Regions from separate parts of the Mus musculus genome. Here region 1 is linked to region 2. A link is a contact called in public HiChIP or PLAC-seq data. All regions are on one chromosome and are shown on one strand. The core of a region is the stretch at or near the end of the contact, and the rest is flanking DNA. Distances in the headings are between cores, read along the strand shown.

Region 1 (3,361 bases), core at 334-2,833, 2.0 Mb after region 2:
TAATCCTAGCATTTGAATAGTATAGACAAGAAGATCAGAGTTAAATTCAAGGCCAGCTTGGCCTAAATAGTTCTAGACCATCCAGGGCTAGAGTGCAAATACTTACCCTATGTGTAGACACCTCACATTATCCTTGGCTTTAGTCTCATATTCTACATTAGGTTTACTGATTTATTTACAGTGCTGGATGCATTCCCTATTTTATTGTCTCTCCCCATTTACCATTATTTCTAATGTACACCTAGTTCTGCAATTGTTTTTATTATGCAACTTAAAAAGGAAAGTTTACTTCTCAGCAAGAAGAGAGCTCTGTTCTCTGGGGATCATGAGATTCCTCCAGCCAGAAGCACATGATGGTTCATCTCATATTTTCTCTTTTAATCTTCCATATGGCTTTCCTTTCATGTTTCCTGATAATCCTTCCTAGTTTTCAATCTTTGAAAAATGAGAAAAGGTCAGGTGTGGTGGTAAACAACTTTAATCTTAGCACTCAGAAGACAGAGGCCATGAGATGTCTGAGAGTGCAAAGCCAGAATGATCTCCATGGCTAGTTCCAAGCCTGTCACGCCAACAAAGTGAGACAATCTCAAAAATAAATAATTGAGAACCCTTTTAAGGTCGGGTGAAAATAAAGGGAAAAGGCAAAGAAAAGGAGAGACATTGGCCAAGAGCAGTTGCTTCCATTTACAGCACCCAGACAAGGACTCAAAATCATCTGTAGCTCCAATCCCAGGGGGTCCTACCCTTTCTTCTGACCTCCACAACCACTAGGCATGCACGGGGGGCATGATTATACATGCAGGCAAAATATATGAAATAAGTCTAATAAAAATTTAAAAATCACTAGAAAAGGTATTTTTATGAGGATACAATTTCAGACTCCTAGAAGTAGTTACAAATACTGGTAGGCAACAACTCCCGTGGCCACGTGAGACAGCCTTGGGCTTTCAGTACATCACCTTCCACCAGTCTTGCCCGGTTGTAAGGAACTGAGGCACTTTGATGATGGCTTCCTTATCACTGGAGCGTGAGTGCGGCCCTGGTACTTTCTGAAGGAGCAAGAACCACTAGATGAGCCATAGTAAGTATTGGCAAGATTTACCTCTGCCAGTGGTAGCGCGCACGCGCGCCGTCCCCCAAGTGGGAGGCGTGTAAGCCGTGATAACCATTACAAAACAACCGGAAGTGACCTAGGGGCGCGCAACTTCTTGGATCCAGATGTAGTTTCCTGCTAGGACCGCTTGTGCTTGGAGGCTGGACCGTTGGGGTTGTGCATGTCTGCGGGTGGACTTGGTGCCCCACGTGCTTTGTGCCGGGCTCTGTGAGTTGCAGCGTGAGGTGAGTGACCGTCAGGCTGGCAGGACACCGGGCTGTCGCGCCGCGGTTTGTGCTGCCTGATGGCTGCAGGTGGGCATCAGCCCTGTTTTCGTTCTTCTCTTGCGGGGTTTTCGCTTCTGTTTTGTCACTTACCGATATGCTCTGCTGTGGGATTTTGCCACATCGTTCGAGAACGTTGTGTGTTCAGGGACACAGTTTGGGCAGGAGTCAGTGCATGGGCGCTGCAGGATCCGAGCCTAAGATCAATGTGCTGTGCTTGTTGAGGGCGACCGCGCTGCTTTCTGGTCCCTTAGTGTTTGAGTAGCTGGTAAGTGGTCTGTGAGAGGAGAAAAACTCCAAGGAGTAAGAGAAAACGGGAAAATGAATTTATGTACATTTTGGCCCAAACTGGGACCAAACGTATTTATGTCGCCCTACGCAGTAGTAGCAATTGCTTTTATTGAGTAGAGGGAACTGTATGAAAGCCAGGGAATAGGGGTAAGCTGTTTAGTGTGGTCCCAGTCATCCAAGCAGGGATTTAAGCCTTAGTTTCACCCCAGACACCAGGTGTTCTGATCATTTCCTCCCCGTGTTATATTTTCTATATGGAGCTGGAGCTGAAAACAGAAAAGGAATTTAAAAACAAAAAACAAACAAACAAAAGAACTAAACCGAATTCAATTTCTATTGTCAGTTTACATAACTATTGGGGTCCATATGTGTGGCTAAGTTGGAGGCTGGCCTGTGCTAGGAGCAGAAAGGTGTGCTCTAAAGAGGTTTTAGGTCAGAAGCCTAGTTTTCTGCATCCAAACAGTCAAGGGCCAGCCTCAACCAGTAGCCTCCTGTAGAGACCAGTGAGGTGAAAAGCAGAAAGCGGAGGGACTGAGATGTGGATGAGCACTGTTGGGTTCCCACTATCCACATTCACACTGTGGCTTTGAGCTGCCAGGAAATGCAGTTCCTAGGAATCCACTGCTCCCCCTCTGGCCTCCTGGTGCACACACAGACAGCCAACAATCCCTATAATTTTTTCCTTTTCCTTTTCCTTTTCCTTTTCCTTTTCCTTTTCCTTTTCCTTTTCCTTTTTCTTTTTAAAAAAAATTTTTGAATAGAAAGAATAGGCCTTTGACAAAATTCTTTTTCCCCAGTGAGCTACTTTCTCCACCTAACCCCCCTCACACACACATCATTTGGTAAAAAAAGAAAAGAGAACCAGAGGGTGAGACTCCACACATTGGTTACATTAAGCAGAAGAATAGTTAAAGTGACCTAGTGATCCCATGTCTGTCTCTAGTGCACAGATTTAAGGTTAAGTTTAGAAATCAAGCTTTATGTATTAAAGTAGTGCTGCAGGTTGTGGTGGCACACGACTGTCCTGTAATCTTAGCACTCTACACTCGGAGGCTGCAGGATGACTGCATTATGGAGGCTGGGCTGGGCATGAAGTAGGCTAGGAGTCAGCAGTGTAGAAGTAAGAGCCAAAGTGTAGAAGACATGCATAATGCTTTTTAGAAAAAGCAGATTTGTGTGTGTGTTTCATTTTCAAGGTTTGTTTTTATTTTACATATATGAATGAGTATTTGACTGGTTGTATATAGGTACACCAAGTGTGTGCCTAATGCCCAGAGAAGCCAGAAGAGATCTGAGACCCTGGAATGTGGAGGAGGTTGTGAGCCCCATGTGGGTACTGAACCTGGGACCTCTGCAAGGTCACCAAGTGCTCATAATCTCTGAGCCATCGTTTATGACTTTTTTTTTTTTTGTTCTCTTACTACAACAATTTTGCCAAGCATATGACGAGATAGACAGCATTTAGTTCAAGCCTGGTAGGGCACAAGTTTGTCAGATTCTATATTGCTTGCCAGCCTCCTGGAGAACATGGCCACTCAGAGACATGTGTCTTTGACATGTATTGTCCTTGATTTTAAACGTTGTTGAGGGTTAGTCTTATGCACTGTGTATTCAGATGCTGATTTCTGTGCCCAGAGATCTGCTTATACCCCAGCCATAGGCAATGTCATGAGGCAAGGGTACAAGAGAAGAA
Region 2 (3,679 bases), core at 652-3,151:
TATCTCAGCAGCTGTTGTTTTTGGTTCATTAACTTTTAAAAAATTTAAACTTAATAAAGCAGTATGTAATCTATCCTGTTACCCACTTTTATTCTATGATCATTTCATTTAATATCCTGTTAGATCTCCCCATAACTGCTTGGCCTGTAGGATTGTAAGCTATATTTGTAACATGTTTTATACCATAGTGTCTAAAAAAAATTGCTGTATTTTAAGGGATACATGTGTTGAAGCATCATCAGCTCGAATATGTAAAGGAATTTCCAAGATAGTTATCATCTCTAATAAATGTGCAATCTCAGAACCATCTTTTTCAGAATTCAAGGCAAAATCCCATTGGAATTCAGAACATGTATCAACTGTATGATATATCAACACATACATATTTAAAAATTTTAACCTCTATAAAGTGAATCATTTAAGTTATTGAATGACATTGCTTTAAGGGAGCATCATTAAGCAGAATCTAGATTCTTAACCCAGTATATTACAGCTCTATGGGCTGCCATTCTAATTCCTTAACCCTGTATGAGTTCTCCCCATCTGGAATTACCTTTTCTGCTGTCACTGTATGTTCCAGATTGGATTCTTTTGAAGATTTTAAAATTCTGATTCAAAGAACCTTCTAAACTCTGTTATATGTCCTCTGATTTAGCATTCCATCTTTCAATCATTTCTTTCTCTAAGTCTGCTTTATTCTGATCTTTCTTAAAGAGAATATGTACAACTACAATCATCATTTGCATTCTGATAACCAGAATAAAATTATTCAGGGTCCAAGTGCCCTCTGTCTTTGTGTTTTTCTCCCTTTTTTAAACATAGAATATGTTTTTCTTTTAATCTCTAACTCTCTCCTTAAGGACTTCATTTTCTTCTTTTCAAAATAATATTTCTTTCTACAATTTTTTTTTAATACTCTGCTGCTCCAGAAAAATCTTCAGATTCCTTAGGCTGGCATGTGTCTATGGCAGCTAATTCTGCCTCATTAGTGCAGTCTAGCAGGACGCCCTTGCCAGTTCTGGGCTGGAGCTGCTCCTCATAAGGGCTTTGCATTCTCAACTCAGTTAAGCTTATGGCTGTAGAGTCCAACATAATCTCCTTTATTCTGAAACAAGGATTTGAATACTGTACAAAGACAAGTGGTGAAGGGGTGTAAGAAGGAATCAAACTGAAGCCATTTTGAATAAAACTTCCATTTTAAGTTGAGGTCAAATAAAGTTTAAACTTCGGAGACCTCCCTGGGTAACTGACATCCTGCTTGGCAGAAAGAGGCATGAATAATAATAGTCAAGTTGACCTGCCACAGTTGTATAACCCAATGAATGGGAATAGGGTAAGTGTATCACAAAGACACATTCCTAAGGAAGTCTCCTATTCCTGCATCCTGATTGTTGGGATAACTTGCCACAGATGTGTGTGGTTCTGAAGCTTAAGAACTCTGTAGCATTTTGGCTCTAGGTCACACTTCAGCTCCCAAGCTGTGCCCCTGATCCATCAGTATCGCCCTGAGTACAATAAAATATTCTCATCTCCTTAAATACTAAGATGAAGTTTTGAAGATATATGACGCTCCTGAGTTTGTGCTGTTGTCCCCGACTGGTCAGTTTTTTGCTGCCTAATTCAAATAAAGAGCTTATTTTTCTGGACTCTTGTTTGTATCTGCTTGGGTTGTTTTGGATTGTTGGACTCTAACAATTTAATTGAGGGTGGCTTACACTTCCATTATCATTGTGGAAGGAAGCATGGCTGCATGCAGCCAGAGATGGTGCTGTATGAGCCAAGAGTTCTACATTTTGATCTGCAGGCAGCAGGAGACTGTGTGTTATACTGGGAATAGCCTGAGTGTAGGAGACTTCAAAGCCCACCTCCGCATTGACCCACTTCCTCCAACAAGACCACACCTACTTCAACAATGCTATGTCTCCTAATAGTGCCACTCCTTATCGGCCAAGGATTCAAACACATGGGTCTATGGGACCATACCTACTTAAACCACCACACACTCCATTGGATAAAGCTGATTTTTCCTTTTCCCAGCAGCTATAAGTTGCAAAATTTTCTCGGTTAGGCATGGACTTTGTGACCACTTCTTTGTGATAGATAAATAGATTTTTGTTAAGACCTAGGTAAAACACTAAGGCCTAGATAAAAAGTTGAAACCTAGGTAAAAATGTTAAGGCCTAGGTAACAGTTACTTGGCTAGTCTGCCATTATAAGGAAACTTTCTCATATGTTTCTGCTGTTACTAGGAAATGTTCTAATGCCAAGATTGATTACATATTCTGTTGTGTTTGTCCCCTTGGCAACCAGTCACCATAGAAGTCAGTAGAACTGTTTTGTATAGTTACCCACAGTAGGACTGGACATGAACCAACCACCCAACAGCACTTCCTGCACAATGTATAAGTTTTTATGGTATAAGCTGTTCCTGGGATGGATCCCACCTGCACCAAATATAAGAAACTATTTGGAATAAACTTTCATTTTAAATACTGGTTGAGTAAATTTCAGTTCCCAAGACCTCCATGGGAACTGGCATCCTACTTGGCAGAAAGGCATGTACATAGGTAATTGACATCCTGGTTGGCAAGTTAAGACAAGTCCTATCCTGGTAGACAAGTTAGGACATGAATATTAGACAAGACAAGTCCCCTGCCACAGTCCCAACCAATGGGAGCAGGATAATGAAATCCCCCTATTCCTAAATAAGGAGATTGGTTGAATAACTTGGTACAAATATTTGTGGATTTTGGGCTTAAAAATCCTGTAGGATTTTAATTCAGGGTGATGGTTCAGTTCCCAAATTTGGACCATGACCCTGGTCAATCAGGTTTTAATTTTAAGGTTGGGGGTAAAGTTACATGTAGGTAGAGTGGAATTAATAAGAATTCATACCAATGTTAAGACTAGGGTTGCTGGTCGTGGTGGCGCACGCCTTTAATCCCAGCACTCGGGAGGCAGAGGCAGGCGGATTTCTGAGTTCGAGGTCAGCCTGGTCTACAAAGTGAGTTCCAGGACAGCCAGGACTATACAGAGAAACCCTGTCTCGGAAAAAAAAAAAAAAAAAGAAAGAAAAAACAACAACAACAACAACAACAAAGACTAGGGTTAGGTTTACCATTAGGGATAGGTTATGTAAGGCTTAATTATAGGGTTAGGGTTAGTACTTAGTTTAGGGTTAGAATTAGGAATTGAGTTAGATACAGGTTTAGGGTTTGGTTTAGGGTTAAAGTCAAATAGGGTTTGATTTTTGGATTAGTTTTGTTTAGAGTTATGGCTAGGGTTTGTGTTAGTGCTATGGTCGCCAATTAGTTTTAATTGTAGTGATGTACTAATGATAATGTTTGGCTTAGAATTAAGATTAATGTTAAGGTTAGGGCTATGCCATTGTTATGGTTATGGATTGGATTCATTTTAATATTAGGGCTAAAGTAAGGATAAGTGTTAATAGGGTTAGGAGTTGGCTAAGTGTTATTGTTCAATTTAGGTTGCTGTTAGGATGTATATTAGAAATAACCTTAGGTTTAAATTTTGGGTTATATTAAGGGCTGGTATTAGAGTGCCACTACAGTTTGAGCTAGATTTATAGTTAGTGTTTAGGATATGGGCTAAGCATAGGAATAGAGTTAGATTTAGGGTTCAAGCTAGGGACTTTTCTGGTTAGGGCCTATAAAAAGTT

What was found. HiChIP or PLAC-seq counts read pairs in DNA pulled down with a chosen protein or histone mark.
Region 1: a contact with region 2 is called in an H3K27ac HiChIP or PLAC-seq map of embryonic stem cells, with 9 times the contacts expected there. The contact joins two enhancer-like sites. A contact is called at or near these places in 2 of 39 promoter capture datasets (cranial neural crest and frontonasal cranial neural crest) and 2 of 115 datasets of contacts at active chromatin or transcription factors (embryonic stem cells and large pre-B cells).

What each region holds. Positions count from the first base shown.
Region 1 is chr7:41,598,063-41,601,423 of GRCm38.p6, forward strand. No RefSeq gene overlaps it. Among named protein-coding and RNA genes, the nearest start is that of Gm51480, 33 kb to the right of the region's middle. Within about 2 kb of position 1,584, at least 373 of the 459 cell types and tissues checked have an H3K27ac peak or open chromatin away from gene starts, as enhancers often do. A contact at or near this core is called in embryonic stem cells, where this site is marked.
Region 2 is chr7:39,578,945-39,582,623 of GRCm38.p6, forward strand. It overlaps Gm33989 (predicted gene, 33989), which reads left to right. Exons shown (of 6, transcript NM_001378673.1): 6 at 1-1,646. Among named protein-coding and RNA genes, the nearest start is that of Gm33989, 28 kb to the left of the region's middle. Within about 2 kb of position 1,902, at least 3 of the 459 cell types and tissues checked have an H3K27ac peak or open chromatin away from gene starts, as enhancers often do. A contact at or near this core is called in embryonic stem cells, where this site is marked.